Linked DNA regions of Capsicum annuum: region 2 is linked to region 1. A link is a contact called in public Hi-C data. All regions are on one chromosome and are shown on one strand. The core of a region is the stretch at or near the end of the contact, and the rest is flanking DNA. Distances in the headings are between cores, read along the strand shown. Region 1 holds the start of LOC107870458 (protein indeterminate-domain 5, chloroplastic). Region 2 holds the start of LOC107870455 (NADH dehydrogenase [ubiquinone] 1 beta subcomplex subunit 7).

The links. Hi-C and Micro-C count contacts between places; a contact is called where the count stands out from the background.
Region 2: a contact with region 1 is called in a Hi-C map of placenta, with 4 times the contacts expected there. The contact joins the promoter of LOC107870455 here to the promoter of LOC107870458 in region 1. A contact is called at or near these places in 3 of 5 Hi-C or Micro-C datasets (leaf and placenta).

Annotation. Positions count from the first base shown.
Region 1 is chr5:24,285,715-24,288,798 of UCD10Xv1.1, reverse strand. LOC107870458 (protein indeterminate-domain 5, chloroplastic) reads left to right here and starts at 1,593. Exons shown (of 7, transcript XM_016716990.2): 1 at 1,593-1,761; 2 at 1,909-1,956; 3 at 2,046-2,187; 4 at 2,917-3,084. The coding sequence starts at 2,046.
Region 2 is chr5:24,515,499-24,518,582 of UCD10Xv1.1, reverse strand. It overlaps LOC107870455 (NADH dehydrogenase [ubiquinone] 1 beta subcomplex subunit 7), which reads right to left and starts at 1,499. Exons shown (of 2, transcript XM_016716989.2): 1 at 1,111-1,499. The coding sequence starts at 1,429. The coding sequence ends at 1,127.

The DNA of each region.
Region 1 (3,084 bases), core at 344-2,843:
GGACCCAAATTTTACACTATTATTATCACATCATCCTAGACTAATTATTTGAAAAAAATTCATTCGCGCTTGATATTTATATTTATGTATTTCAGTAAATTATAGCTATTAGTTTAGTCAATTGAGGCTAGAATGTAGTAATATATTAATTAATTAATTAATTAATTATAATTAATGAGAGTATTTTATGTAATTGATGTTGATTTATTTGATGTAAACATCGAATTGATCTGACTAGATTTATCTTGAGCCACACATACACATCCTCCCAATCCACTTAAGACTTTCACCTTTATGATTCGATGATAGTGTGAAAAATAATACAAGTTTAGAAAAATCACATATTAAGAGTTAGCTATTAAGGTGGGAGAGCAAGCTTATATAAGTCCTATATCAATTTTTCATTTGATTGATGTGGGACACAAGGCTCATCCCTTGCAATAATATCATAATAAATCACCACGCTCTACATCTGTAGTCCTTGGGCTGTGTGCTAGACATGGCTAGCCCTATCGAACACTTCCATACTGGCCTTATCATCCTAGGCACAGTGGGTGAGGAAGGTGATGAGTGACTCAAAAATATCGGTACAACCTTACGAGATGCACACCCTAAAAGTTAGTTACAAAGTAGGAGAGCCCAAGACTATAGAAGCCTTATATTAATTTCTCATTTAACCGATGAGAAACTCAAATCCCATTTCTTACAATAATATCATAACATGGAACAATAATATTGATCACAAAGGAAAAAACACATGCGGCGTCAACATTATAGGAAAACAAAATTTCATCAGATTTCGCTAGTGTTCTGACCATAAATTTTGAATCAAATTTAAAATTTAATCTTTTAAGTATATGTTTGACCATAGATTTGGATGAGATTTTGAAAATATGTCATGAAAAAAAAAGATTCAAGTTTAAAAAATTGGTCACTCAAAAAACTTTTAAAAAAAAATCAAGTAAAACGGATGGCCAATTACAACTTCAAAAATTCAAATTCAGATTTCAACTTCAAAATTAATAACTAAACGGAAGCAAATATAAAAATTATTATCTATTTTTTGAATAAAATTCTAAACAAACAACAAAAATCATCACTAACGTCTTATTTAGCAATGGATTATCATAGAATCATATTAGATACTAGCTATACAGCAACAGATATAAAATGAACTCCATAGCTGAAGTCATTTTTTTTTCAATTTTACATTTTAAGTAGCGATTCATGTGCTTAGAGGTCATCGATTCAAGTCGCGAAAATAGTCTTGCATATAATAAATCTTTGTATTCGATATTTACATAGACTTCATGTGCGGAAGCTTTATTGTACCAAACTATCCTTTAAGTAGTGAAATGAATTATAAAATAGAGAAAAATGAATAAGAGGGGAAAATTATAGATGGGATGAAAATTGTTTGGACCACCTTTAGAAACGGATTCAATAATGCGGAATCTGAGTTGATCAAGCTCTAATATAGATATTAAATTTAATGAAAAAATAGAGGAGAGAAAGAAAATAAAAAAGAGAGATGGGGTAGGGGTAGGGTGGGGGCTATACGGATATGTGTTTGTGTGTATGCATGACACCTAAAACAAACAACATATAGAGAAACTTCATATAGCATCTTTTCTTGGAAATTTTTCATTTAATAGCAAAGTGTTGAAAGAAGAAAAAGAAAGAGAAAAATAAAACATGGGATGAATATTCTCTTTAATTCCTCTTACTCACTCACTCACTCAATTTTAAGTTCTTGATAAGGTTTGTGAGTAAAATTCAATTCTTTTTTTTCCTTCTCTTTGTTTTTCCCTTCATCTTTTTGTAAATTGAGTTAATTTTCTTTCTTTCAACCAAACAATTCTTGGTGAATTTAATTCTTTTTTCCTCTTATCTTTTTTGGTTGTGAAGAGCAAGAGCAAATCAAGATCAAGAAGAAATTAATTAAATCAAGTAAAGGTTTGTGAGTGAAGCTTGTTGAATTTAGTTGTTTTTTCTTTCATCTTTTTTTTGGTTGAATTTCTTAATTTATTTTTTTTAAATTATAGATGGCTGGAGGTTCATCATCAACTATGTTTTTTGCAATGAGACAAGAAGAAGAATTAATTCAAAATCATCAAGAAATGCTCCATCAATCTCATGCTCATGAAGCACCAACAAAGAAGAGAAGAAATCAGCCTGGCACACCAAGCAAGTATCTATCTAGTAATTAATTAGACTAATTTTTATGAAAAAGAAAATTCTTTTTTTTTGGAACATATGAACAAGAAATTAACACTAGCTAATTTCTTTCTTCTTTATTTTCTTATAAATCTATCTATAGTACAAATAAAGGTTGAAAAAATAATTTATAACTCAAGTTCAAGTTTTACCTTTAAAAAAAAAAGTGAGGAAAACCCTAATTTGTTAGTTCAATTTTTTGTGTAATAAAAACCACCCTTTCCATTAATGGATATGATGAATAGGGAAGACGAAAGAAATCAACTAAAAGATTGAACCGCTTGACTGACCCCTTCATGTATAGTTCATTTGCTACAACACTAACATATATTTAGTGTAATCTCACATATATTCATTCATTAATGTTGGAATATTTTGGGAATGATTGTGCAAATCGCGCTAGCGAAAGATCATCTCCTTTCATTTTTATCTTATAAAATATCTTTTTTAAGTTTCCACCATATATAGATGATGAAATTTTTTTCTAACATATGAAAAAAAAAATCGTTTGTTCAATTGATGCCTTCATAATCCATTCATTAAGATTGGGATGGCTGGAACCAATCAGAAGTGCAAATATTTTTATTTGATATATATTCTCCGTCATGAATTTTGTAAGTTTATTTCCATCATATAGATGACGAATTTTATCACTTATAATAATTCGTCATTTTGTTTGGATTGTGGTGGGATGAACAGGTCCAGACGCAGAAGTGATAGCGTTGTCACCAAAGACCCTAATGGCAACAAACAGATTTTTATGTGAGGTATGCAACAAAGGTTTTCAAAGAGAACAAAACTTACAACTCCATAGAAGAGGACACAATTTGCCATGGAAATTAAAGCAAAAAAATACAAAAGAAGTTG
Region 2 (3,084 bases), core at 250-2,749, 230 kb before region 1:
TGTCCATATTTTTGGACTTCATCTAAAACTAATTGTACTATATACAACTATTCAACTAACTTGCTAACCAGCAACAATAACATACCCATAACATACCCAGTGTATTCCCACAAAGTGGGGTCTGGGGTAACTTGCAAACCACTACTTCATATTTTTGTTTCCTTTCATAATGGTGGTGTCTAGGCACCAGATACATGCTACTTTCCACCAACAAAAGGTACCGCATAATTCTGTCCACCAAGACTTCTACATATGAGAAAAGACCACCTACCTTTTGTCTCCACTGACATATTAGTGTTGGTTCCCACGGTCCATTGCGACTATAGTGATTCTTTCATTCCAAATGCTACATACATTTATTGGAGGGGAACTTTGAATTCTTTAAAACATTCTCTTATTCATACCTTTATCTTTCCAAATAATTCCTTTGCAAAATGCAAAAACACCCAATTTGAGTAACACTTTCTAAGTTTCAAAATTTGCACACAATTCCATAAATGCTACTCTCTCTGTTTTAATTTGTTAGTCTGGTTTAGACTTGACACAAGGTTTAAGAAAGCAAACAAAACTTTTTAATCTTGTAGTCTTAAACTAAACATATGTAGAATCTATCAAAATATCTTTAATCTTATGATCTTAAACATGTTAGGTGGAAAGTTGAAATTTAAGAGTTGTCAGAAAAGGCAATAGTCATCCTTTTTGAAACAAACTAAAAAGTTAACTAAAAAAGAGAAGTCCGGTGCATTAAAGCTCCTGAAATGTGCAGGTCCAGGGAAGGACCCCACCACAAGGGTCTAATCTTACCTACCACAAGGGTGTATTATGCGCAATCTTACCTTATATTTCTGCCAGAGGCTGTCTCCACGGGGCATCAACTTTACAAATTACTCCAAGGCTCCCCGCTTCAAGGGAGTATAACATTATACTACTTTCCAACATTCAATCGAACTTGCGAAGTGTTACTTCAAACTTTTTCTTATTACCACTGACATAAATTATACATCAAATTAACATATTAACCTCCGCCATTCAATCAAACACCATCATAAAAAAACAAATTATTAAAAAAGCATTTTGGAGCAAATATTGATGTGATAGGCTGAAACTGACCTAAGCAGTAGAAAAACTAGGCATTTGCAGTCTTAGGAATGAGCGGAATGGATTGTGTTCCCTTTTGCTTCATCCGTGCTTCTTCTTCACGGATCTTCTGCATCTGAAGCATCCGTTCCATAACAAGTTCATAGGCACACTTTTCATATGTATGGCGTTCGTCTTCGCATTTCCATGGGAGGTAGAATTCGGATTGACGACACTTGTTCAATGGGATCAACAGGTGTGCGCACTGATCTCGATAAGCTAATGGCACTTTGTTCTCCACCATTTCTGCTTGTGTTGCTACCATCTTCTTCGATGAACCTGGTACCTCCATTTTCGTCTGCCAATTTTCCCCTCTTTTGATTTCTCTTTTTTTGAGTTTATTAGGTGTTGTGCTCTTTGTGAAGGAATTTTGGGAGGGATGTGGGCTTTAGATTTGTTGTGATGATTGGGCTACACTTCAAGCCCAAAATGTTGTATTGATAGAATTTTGGCGAAAATGACGGTATTGTACACTTAAAACAATATAAATCTCAACAATTTGGAGTTTAATTACAGAAAATTTTGATATTTTACATAATTACTGAAAATTTCAATTTTGATATTGTTGAGATACATAATTAGCTTTGGTACGTCCAATGAAGACATATTTTTTTCTTTGTAAAAATATATAATTAGCTCCCGCTACATTTTTTTTTATCTGTCGAGATACATAATTAGTTGAATTTTTTATAATTATTTTGTAAGAGTGGAGATTTGTGTAAATATGATACGTTAGGGTGTATGTAATCCCTACAGTTTAGAGTTTAATTACAGAAAAATTTAATATTTTGCATAATTATTGAAATTTCAGTTTTTGGTCTGTCAAGATACATAATTAGCTCCCAATACATCCAACAAGGATATACTTTTTTCTTTGTAAAGATGCATAATTAACTCCCGATATATTTTTTCAATTTTGGATCTGTCGATATACATAATACATCCACCGAAAATATAGTTTTTCCTTTGTAAAGATGCATGATTAGTTTTCGATCCATTTTTCTGATTTTGGGTCTGTGCAGATACATAATTAGCTCCCAATACATCCAACAAAGATACATAATTAGTTAAATTTTTTATAATTATTTCGTGAGGATGAAATTTATGTAAATATGGTAAGTTAAGGTGTACTTTATGTTATTTTTGGTAAGTATTTGATCGCCTTATTTAAAATAAGAAAAAATTACCTATTGAGTACTTTTTATAAAATATTTAATGCTTTTAAATGTACTTGTTATTTAATATATAGATATACCATATTTAAAAATATTTACCATCTATAACAATTGTATTATGTATTAAAAGTGAATATGTATACAATATAGATGTATTAGAAGTGTATTAAATGCATTTGACTTATTTTGGTTAAATAAATGCGCTACGTATTAAAAATAAATTATGTATGTAATATAATCAGGAACGGCTGAAGCATGAAGCAGCTAAAGCTGCTGCTTTAGGCTCCTATTTTGAGGGCCTCAAAATTTCATAATATGTGTACATATTATATTATTTTTATCTCAATATATGTGATTTCATAATATGTGTATATATTATATTTTTTGTCTCAATATTTGTGATAGTGTTTGAATTTTAAGAGTCAAATGAGTTATTTTTTTCAAAATATATAAATTTTATTTGAAATTTTAATGATTCTATATATAAGCATAGAATCAAAAGTTAAGAAGTTTGAATCTTGAAAAATAAAAAATGTCACATCAATTGGGTCTGACAAAGTATTTCAAATTATCGCACTTCATTATTCGTCAATGTAAATTCTTTTTATAGATCAACCTCTTCAAAGAGATTTGAAATCTCGAAAACAAGATTTGTACCTTCTACAGTATATAAATATGATCTAATAGTATTTACACAACTCATATAAATTAATTTGCTTTTGAAAGATCTATGAATAGCGTATTTTTTCAAAATCTATTTCAATAGGCGTAT